Regions from separate parts of the Mus musculus genome. Here region 2 is linked to region 1. The links are chromatin contacts, called in public HiChIP or PLAC-seq maps. All regions are on one chromosome and are shown on one strand. Each heading gives the region's core, a stretch centred on a gene start, on an enhancer-like site or on the middle of the called end of the contact. The rest is flanking DNA. Distances are from core to core; before and after follow the strand shown.

Region 1 (4,632 bases), core at 1,711-4,210:
TCTTCTGTTCCCTTGTAAGGAAGGTTGTCGGGTTCATCCCTGGCTATAAACAGCAATGTCAAAGGAATCACTCTACAAACAGGCACCGTAACTGTCTGGGGAAAACCACTTTGCACTGCCAGAGTTCCTGTCAGGGGAGCTTGCAAGCTTGGTCACACCTGGGACAGAATGGCATTCAGGGAATGAAGCACAGTACAGAGACACTGAGTGGGGTATAAGGCTAAGTCATGAGAAGGTATTAGGAATACAGACAGTGAGTAGTGTTAGCCTGAGTCTGGGGATGTAACGGGCAACTGTTTGGCCTTACAGTGTGGTAGCTCAGGCTGCCCCGAGTCATGCAGACTTTACTGAATACCCTTTAGAGATGACAGGACCCAGACATCACTCCACAGAGACTTCCAAGGCCATGCACAAAAATGGAGGAAAATTAAACATAAGAAATTACATTAAATATATGGACTATGGAGTACAGAGATGAATTTGCAGCTTGTTAGAATGCTAGGAGTGATGAGGAAAGATAGCAGACTTCAAACAGAGGGCACATAGTGTAGGTTGGGACTTAACACTGAGTAGAATGTTCAAACAGAGTGGGGGTTGGTGGGGCGCTAACCAAAGATGTACACAGAGTCCCAGGAGAGAGCAAAAAGTCACCAGGCAAGGCTCAAGCCGTGGCGGTGACAGGGCCCTCCCTCCCAGCTGCCTTGCCTGGGGCAGCCACAGGGGTTAGAAGAACTCTGGAGACAGCATGTCACCACCTAAACTCTCTCCAGGATGTACAGAAGCAGCCAAGCATCGTGACACACTGTTGTACACAGTGCCTGCCCTCTGACAGCATGCTGCGGGAAGAGAGGCACTACTTGTATAAATGGTACTTGCCAGTCACCTTCTGGGATTGAAATGGGAGGAGTCTAAGATCTGGTCGGCTAAATTCAATTTGAAGACAGGCAGGAGACCAAACAGCTCTCAGAGGGAGAAACAGAGCAGAGTTTCACATCAAGGTTTTGGCCAGGCCCACCAAGCAGGAGAGGAAATGGAGATATTAGTCAAGGCATGAGGCTTTTCCCTCCTCTAGCCTCTACCTGCACACTGTCAGGATCAGCTCTAAGTGGAGGGACTCTCCAACAGTCTCACTGTCCAAGAGATAAACTGAGGCCCACTTGCATGTTCTCCCTGGAGAAAAGGGATTCCGGGAGAGAGGTTGTACCTAGCGTGCAGTAAGCACCAGCTTTTCTGAGCTAGAGTGTTTCTAGCACCTCAACTACCATCACAGCAGCATTACCGTCTCCAGGCCCAAAGGAGTCAAGAGCCTAGACCATGTTCAGAGCAAGAGAAAGGTGGAGCAGCCTGGACAGTTCCTGCTGCTTCTGTCTCTTCACCTGTGTCCCCACATGGCTCTCCAGTGTGTAGGACCATGGCCCTAAGGAAGCAGAGTAGTACAAAGTCAGGGGGAAATGTTTTGTGTATCCTTCGCTCCACAAGGTGTTAGTAGATCCCTAGTGTAATGAAATGTGTGCGCACAAATACATGCTATGCATATGTCTACAATGTGAATGGATGTGTGTGTGTGTGTGTGTGTGTGTGGTCTCCATCCTGCAGGAAGCAGAGAGCAGAGTCAACTCCCTTGAGGAAGAACGAAAGAAAAGAAGGTGGAAACCTAAAGGCTTTCAACAATGGAGAATGGGCAAGTGGGTTGGGATGGGAAGGCTGGAATCGGCTCAAGCAGAAAGCTCACAAGGCACCTCTAGACCGAGTTAAATCCACAGTGTTTCTTTGTAGTTCTCTCCCTTTGCTAACTCTCCTGGACCACAATGCAGCAGAATACCCAGGGTCCCTGGCAGAAAGAATGGAGGGATGGGAATCAGAAGCAGTGGACTGTCCTGTGGGCTCAGGGGTTAAAGGTGCCATAGAGCAATACATCCTTCCAAATGCCCTCTGATCCCAACTGTGGCAGCACTCTTGGTTCCTGTACTCCTGAAGGAGAAGAATTTCTACAAGGACACAGACAACACTAGCAGCCAAAATTTACTTACAGCAAGCACAAAAGTGCAATTGAGCTGGTATATGCCAGAGAGAGAACCAGCCTTGCCCAGTATCTTCAGTGCCATCTCCCTTGAGGTTAGGATTGGTCCTTCCCTGCCCTACGGCTGTGGTCCAAGATGCTGCCCCCCCCCTCTCTCTCTCTCTCTATATATATATATATATATATATATATATCTCCAAGGTCTAGAAATTGTGTCAGTCTGTTAACACTGAACTGAATTAAATATTGGAATGTATATTAAAGTGTAGCTATCCATAAAGTCAAGAAGTTTATGGAAGAGAAATAGAGCCAGATACTAGAGGAGGGGCTCTGTGGGAGTAGAAGCCTACTAAAACCAGATTAATCCCCCCACTAGTTCTCTTACAATTATCTTTCCCAGTGCTCCAGACCTTTCTGTTTTAACACTATCATGTGCTTTAACCCTAACAGAGGAGAATGAAGAAAAAAAAAAAAAAATGCCCCTGGCTCCCTCCCAAACCTGACAGCACAATGAATCAAGGTTGTGCCCTGCATTTTCACCAAACCCCCTCCTCACAGGGTTGGAGGCCAAAGTCTCAAAGTACTTCACCCCAGATTCTAATAAGGCCACCTAGACACAGACACAGGTTCCCAAAGTTCCTGAACCCTAGAATATGCCTCCCCACAACCTCCTCTCTGGGAATCCCACCTGGCTGGGTATGCCAATGGCGAGTCCAGAGTAGCGCGCAGCTGTAACCTGAGTCTGCGCACAACAGCCAGTGAATTCATTCCCCCAGGAGTCAGCTCCCCACAGGGCCCAGCTGAGCAGATGCCTGTGCCAGAGCGCCTCTCCGAGCCAGCAAGCAGAAGACTGCTGGTCGCTGCTCCTCCTACACCCTGAGTAAGCACAGGAACTTCCCTCACTGGAAAGGCAGGACAGAGCTGGCTGTGGACACAGATGAGAGCATGCTGGTGGCTTGGGTACCATCTATTTGTTGGGGGAAAATCTGAGCAATTTACACCCTGGGTTGGACGTGTGGCAAAGGCACTCCTGGATCGACACCGCCCTCTGCTGGCCATATGCGGCCATGACAACATCCTTTGGACTGGAACACAAACCCAGGAAGGCCAAGCTTCCCACTATGAAAGGTGGAGAAACAGCAGCCAGTCCCCCCAGCACCTCTTTCAGGAGCATACAAGCTGGACTCAAAGAAGAGGAGACACTTCCTGTACCTTTTCCAGGAAAACCCTCTGTCTTTTCATGGTTTGTATTCCTGCACAAAGCATCAGGACCAAGAAAAAAGTTGGGGTTCCTAGGAAAGAGTTTGTTTGGCTTACACTTCCACATTGCTGTTCATCACCAAAGGAAGTCAGGACAGGAACTCACATAGGGCAGGAACTTGGAGACGGGAGATGATGCAGAGACTATGGAAGGGTGCTGCTTACTGGCTTGCTTCCCCTGGCTTACTCAGCTTGCTTTCTTATAGAATCCAAGACTACCAGCCCAGGGATGGCACCACCCACAGTGGGCTGGGCCTTTCCCCCTTGATCACTAATTGAGAAAATGCCTTACAGCTGGATCTCATGGAGGCATTTCCTCAAGGAGGCTCCTTTCTTTGTGACAACTCCAGCTTGTGTCAAGTGGACACACAAAACCAGCCAGTGCGTCCCGTTCCTGGCCACGCTGGCTTTCAGATGCCAGCCAACACACTAGGCGAGCACTGTACCTCTGAGTCCATCCCTACCCCTAGAGATTATTTCCCCTAGGTATGTGTGGCTCTTTATTACTCTTAAAGACCACCATGATCTTCATTCTGAAATTTTATGGGCCTGGAAAGCAGAAACTATCCCCTTGCAGAAGGGCAAGGTTACTGTCCCACGTTGCCCAAGGCTTATGCGATTGGTTCATGGGCGTGAGGAGCAATGGCCAGCAGCCACTGCAGCTAGAAAGTGCAGTGCAAATCCCTTTCCTAAACATATATGGTTAGGAGTCACTGTGGCTGGCCTGGCCTGAGGTTTGCCAAGTGTCAGACACCTACTGTACCACTGACAGTGGTTCCCGCCCTTGGACTTCAAAAAGACTCTGTGAACCTGGATCACAGTGAGGTTGAACACCTCCTCAAGATCAAGGTACCAAGGGACAGATGAGATTCCAGGGCCAATATGTGTGTGTGTGTGTGTGTGTGTGTGTGTGTGCGCGCGTGCGTGCGTGCGCGAGCTCTCGCTCGCGTACACACACGCTACACAGTCCCCCTCAGGAAAAGGCCTTGCATGTACACCTCTGCTAGAAGGTACACAGCTACTTAAAAGCCTTCCTACAAAATAAAGCCACTGCCCTGCCTTTCTCTGGGCTGTCCCTTCTCTCACGGCAACCTCCTCACATAATCCATCCCACACTCATTATGCTGGCCTCCATGCCCAACTACACACACACACACACACACACACACACACACACACACCAGCAAGTGACGAGTGAAGGCATAAACTGCAGTGCTAGGAGAGATGAGACCCAGGATTCAAAGGAACAATGGGGAGAGGACAGCAAAAGAGATGCCAACACTCAGGCCAGAGTCACGGCCAGTGGCTTTGTCTTTCCTTGAGTACTGCCAGGAGTAGGAAGAGGGTTCTGG
Region 2 (4,709 bases), core at 898-3,397, 130 kb before region 1:
TGAGATTGTGTCTCCTAGAAATACCAGGGAGACTTCACCTTTAATACTTCAACAATATGACTACCTAAACAAGACCTCAACAAGTCCAAAACAATAGGCATGCTAACTTGGAAGGGTATTTTTTTTTTAATCACACAGAGCCTTACCCTCAGACAAAGAACTATAGGCAGCTAAGAGATACCAGTAGTGGGATAGCGAGATGGCTCAGTGGCTAAGAGCACTGACTGCTGTTCTGAAGGTCCTGAGTTCAAATCCCAGCAACCACACGGAGACTTACAACCACCCGTAATGAGATCTGATGCCCTCTTCTGGGGTATCTGAAGACAGCTCCAGTATACTTACATATAATAAATAAATAAATCTTAAGAGAGGCAGAGAGAGAGAGAGAGAGAGAGAGAGAGAGACTAAGAGAGGTACAAGTAGTCTTTCCCTGGGAATGAGCTTCCTAATTGATCATCCAGTAAAACGCAGTCAGCCTGAAATCATAAACACACTACATATAAGCAATACAACGCTAACTCAGCATATGTATACATATGCACATGCATATACATATACATCATATACACATGCATGTGCATGTACATATACATCCATGTGCAAGTACATATGCACATACACATACATCCATGTACTTGTTTCTCCTGCCAGAAGGCATGCTTTCAAGTTTCACATACATTCTTCAAGCCTTTGTCGAAATCTCGCCATATAGTCATCCCTTAGACATTCTATCTAAAACTTCTAGTTTCCGTTTGAGCTCCCTGCTGTCAATGGTTCTGTTGCCCTCCAGAGAATACCACACATCTATTCATCTTGGGTTGTCTATCTTTTAGACTTCACAAATTGGAAAATTTTTGCCTGCTTTGCTTCTTGCTGCACCTATATCACTCAGAGCAGTGGGTAATAAGAACACATGTATTGACTGTGTAGCAGAAGTCAGAGGCCTTGAACCAGGCCAATGGCTTATTGCAATGAACATTCACAAGTAAAGCTGTTTGGTCAAATACTGCATGACACTCCACATTTTCTAGTGCCAGTACAATGAATGAATATGTGATAGCAAGGCAAGGAAAACAGAAGAGAGGGATAGTACATGTGCAGTGGAACTGGAGACAGGACAGCTGTGACGAGTGTGAGAGAAGTCTGTGGTTGATAGAGGAGCAGATCGTTGCTTAGAGGGGTCACCAAGAACTTTTGTTTAATATTTATTTTTTATTTTCTTTGGGGGAGAGGTTACACAGGTAGAGGGCAGATATGGAAGGACTGGGAAACAAGTGGGATTTGGGGTGCATGGTGTGAAATTCCCAAAGAATCAAGAAAAGATTATGTTAAAGGGGGGGAGAAATAAAGGGAAAAACTAAATACATATATAATAAGTATACAACAGCTAAGGATGAAACTGGTGGCCGTTGTTATCTGTTTGACAGCAATACATTCTGATTAGAACTCTTAATTTATATGCCCCTCTGTCCCGTGATACACAACTCACACACACATGTGCTCTGCTTGTTTCCAGTATTTCTTCCTTTCCTTTCTTCCTGAATTCCTTCCCTTCCTTCCTGCCCCTCAACCCACCAACCATAAACTCGGCCACTCTACTTTTCTTCAAGTCCACAACTCCGGCTCCCAAATCAGTCTCCCCCCTCTTTACCTCTCCCACCTCCAAACCAGAGCACAGCACATCTGGATAATTGAAATTGCTCCTAGCTGACTCTGCTCCAGCTTCACCTCCTTTAGTGTTTACTCAACTCCTTCCTTACCCCAGATGTGTCTTTGAAAACTCTGCCACACTGGCCTTTCCTGGTCCCTAACCTGCCTAGCAATTCCTCCTCAGGACCTACATGGATCTCCAATTAGTTGTATTCTCTGAGCACTCTGCCTAGAGCGGGCGCCTTGTCTCCTCCACCACTGCTATTACTAGTTTATTTTCCTGCAAGCGACTGTCAAGCTGCAATGACCTCATTTATTTATGTAAATGTTTTTTCTATGTCCCCATTGAAACTGTGACACCAGACAGAAAATTAGCATGCAATAAGTAAACTGTTTGTAGGGCTACAAATGCATCCAGGGAGAGCTGAAAGGGAACATAGAACTGCTACCATCTCTACAGCCATCAGCTGTCCCCATCTGCCCTGGGAACAGCTGTCTTATAGAAGCAGCAGTGAAGACAGAGCAACTTACTAGAACATCTGACTGCCACAACCAAGTGTCCTTGCTCCGCACGTTTCTCTGCCCATCCTTGGTCTTTGCCTGGATCAGTTTCTCCCTATCAGGTTCATGGAAGTGGGGACAACCTTCTTCATCAAGTACCATCTGAGACAATATGTGAAAGGGATTAAGAAGCAAGAAATAACTCATCCCAAAATAACCTCTCCTTGGCTTCCAGCTGCTCTGAGCAGCTGGACGCATTTTCCAAGCTAGATACTTCTGACTTTATACTAATAACATGGGGGAAACCAAAAACATTGAGACATGCTAAACAGGGTCATTGTTGCTAATTCCCTTAGGAGGATAAATGCCATCAGCTCTCTCCATGAACATTTCTCAGCATAAAGTTTCAGACGCAGAGCTTAGCACTGGGTTGGGTAGCATCAAAGATTCATGAAGCACCCACCCATATGAAATGCATAAACTGTATATGCTGAGACAAATAATAGCACGGGTTAGACAATTGGAAACTATTTTAATGGAAGATAATGAAGCAGCAACCAGTACCTTTCAGATTCAGAGAGGACCAAGGCCTGGAGCAATTGAGGAAGGCTTCTGGAAGGAGTTTTGCACAACAGATCTAGAAAGGTGAAGGAAGAAAAGGTGGGTACAGTCTGGATAAAGTTACTCGTATGTATATTTTCAGGACTGACCATTTCATATTAGATAACCAATTTCTGTGTGCTTCCCTGGGGAAAACTATTTCTCCTGCTCTCTGCAATCCTTAATTGCCTGTGGTTCTTTGTGTAAGGTTGAAATCTCCTGGGCTTTCCCTTGCCCACGTTAGCATGTCTATTGGCATATATGCACATACACATATATATGTAACAATGATTAGTGGAAAAAGAGGCCATTCATTTTAAAAAGAGCAAGAAGCTTTAGAGGGAGGAAGGGGAAGGAGGAAATGATTTAATTATATTAGAATCTCAAAAGACAAAAACAATATATTTTAAAGGTAGGTACACAGAAAGCTTGAGAGTCATGAAGTTCCAAAAACAGGAACAAACTGGAATGAGGCGATTGGCCATCCTACAGCCTAGAAGTGACAGGGGGAGGTAAACACAGTGAAAATATGCAGTGTGAATCTCAAATGTACCACTTACACAAAATCATTTAACTTGCTGGGCTCTTTTCTTCACTTACCAAGTAAAAGTATTGCCTGTGTTTCCTCCCTAGGAACACAGCCCACATGGGAATCAGAGGATATGGGGGGATCACTGTACACAAGACACTAGTGTTGTTCCCATTCCTTGGTAAGCATTCCATTAATTGTGAGTAGAGTGAGCTTGAAAGGCTAAAAGACAGGAAGACTTGGAGGCTCCTGGCTTAGAGAAGCAGTGAAGACTTCACAGCTCAGAAGTGACGGATGCACGCTTTGTGGAAACATGTTTCTTTTCTACACTGAACACAGGACAGCTGGAAAGCCATGGCCACATGCTAGCAGGCAACATCAGCTTCTTGCTTGAAGAGTAGATTTTTATAAAGGGCACTGCCCCGGGATTGGGAAAGCATCTGGTGTTCCTTTAGAAAGGCTATGCTAGTCTATGCTTAGACTCTCTTGCCCTGCTCTGGGGTTGTCTTACAGTGCTGTCTCTGGAAATAAGGCTTTGGCAACTTCCTGTGGCAGGACTTTCTTCCCTTATAAATACCGCCATCTGTATTTAGCATATGAGAAACCCATCAGTTTGTCTGGCATTTTGCTAGCCTCCAAGTAGGAATGCACAACCTTCCAGGAAGGAGGGAACTGCAGTCTGGAGCAGGTGGGGTTAACAGAGGGTAGAGACAGCAGGCAGGGAGCCATGGAAATCACTCCAGCTCTCACACAAAAGATTTTGCCCTAGTGTTGTAGAGCCTTGTAGCCTGGGGTTCCCATTAGCTTGTTTCTTAGCATTTCTGTGGAAGCAGAGGGTGCAGAACTGGGGCTAAGAAATTGTGAGCTCAGATCCATTCACTTGCCTTAAACCAGACCCTGTGTATCCCCTGCATGATCTGAATCTGAAACATCCCCACCGGCTCTTGTTTTCAGTGCTCAGTTCCCAGTTGGTGTCACCATCTTGAAGGCTCAGGAATGATTAGCAATGGGGCCTCAATGGCAATAAATGAATGAAGAAAGAAAGAAAGAAAGAAAGAAAGAAAGAAAGAAAGAAAGAAAGAAACAAGGAAAGAAAGAAACAAAGAAAGAAAGAAACAAAGAAAGAGGGAGAGAGGGAAGGAGGGAGGGAGGGAGGGAGGGAGGGAGGGAGGGAGGGAGGAAGGAAGGAAGGAAGGAAGGAAGGAAGGAAGGAAGGAAGGAAGGAAGGAGAAAGAGAGAAAGAAAGAAAGCCTACAGGAGGGTTTGGGAATGTTGCATCTACCCCTGATTCTTGCCTATATTTTCAGTTTCATGGGCTATCACTCTATGAGCAGTCTCTACCACAAACAGGGCCATCCCTTCACCACTTTGGTTAACAGAAACCATGAGCCAAAATAAGTCTTTCCACCCTTTAATAATTGGTCAGCTA

Evidence for each region. HiChIP or PLAC-seq counts read pairs in DNA pulled down with a chosen protein or histone mark.
Region 2: a contact with region 1 is called in an H3K27ac HiChIP or PLAC-seq map of oligodendrocyte precursor cells, with 3 times the contacts expected there. The contact joins two enhancer-like sites. A contact is called at or near these places in 2 of 484 Hi-C or Micro-C datasets (cerebral cortex and nephron progenitors) and 2 of 115 datasets of contacts at active chromatin or transcription factors (astrocytes and oligodendrocyte precursor cells).

The regions. Positions count from the first base shown.
Region 1 is chr9:27,412,554-27,417,185 of GRCm38.p6, reverse strand. No RefSeq gene overlaps it. Among named protein-coding and RNA genes, the nearest start is that of Spata19, 18 kb to the right of the region's middle. Within about 2 kb of position 2,960, at least 66 of the 459 cell types and tissues checked have an H3K27ac peak or open chromatin away from gene starts, as enhancers often do. A contact at or near this core is called in oligodendrocyte precursor cells, where this site is marked.
Region 2 is chr9:27,541,054-27,545,762 of GRCm38.p6, reverse strand. No RefSeq gene overlaps it. Among named protein-coding and RNA genes, the nearest start is that of Gm30791, 25 kb to the right of the region's middle. Within about 2 kb of position 2,147, at least 4 of the 459 cell types and tissues checked have an H3K27ac peak or open chromatin away from gene starts, as enhancers often do. A contact at or near this core is called in oligodendrocyte precursor cells, where this site is marked.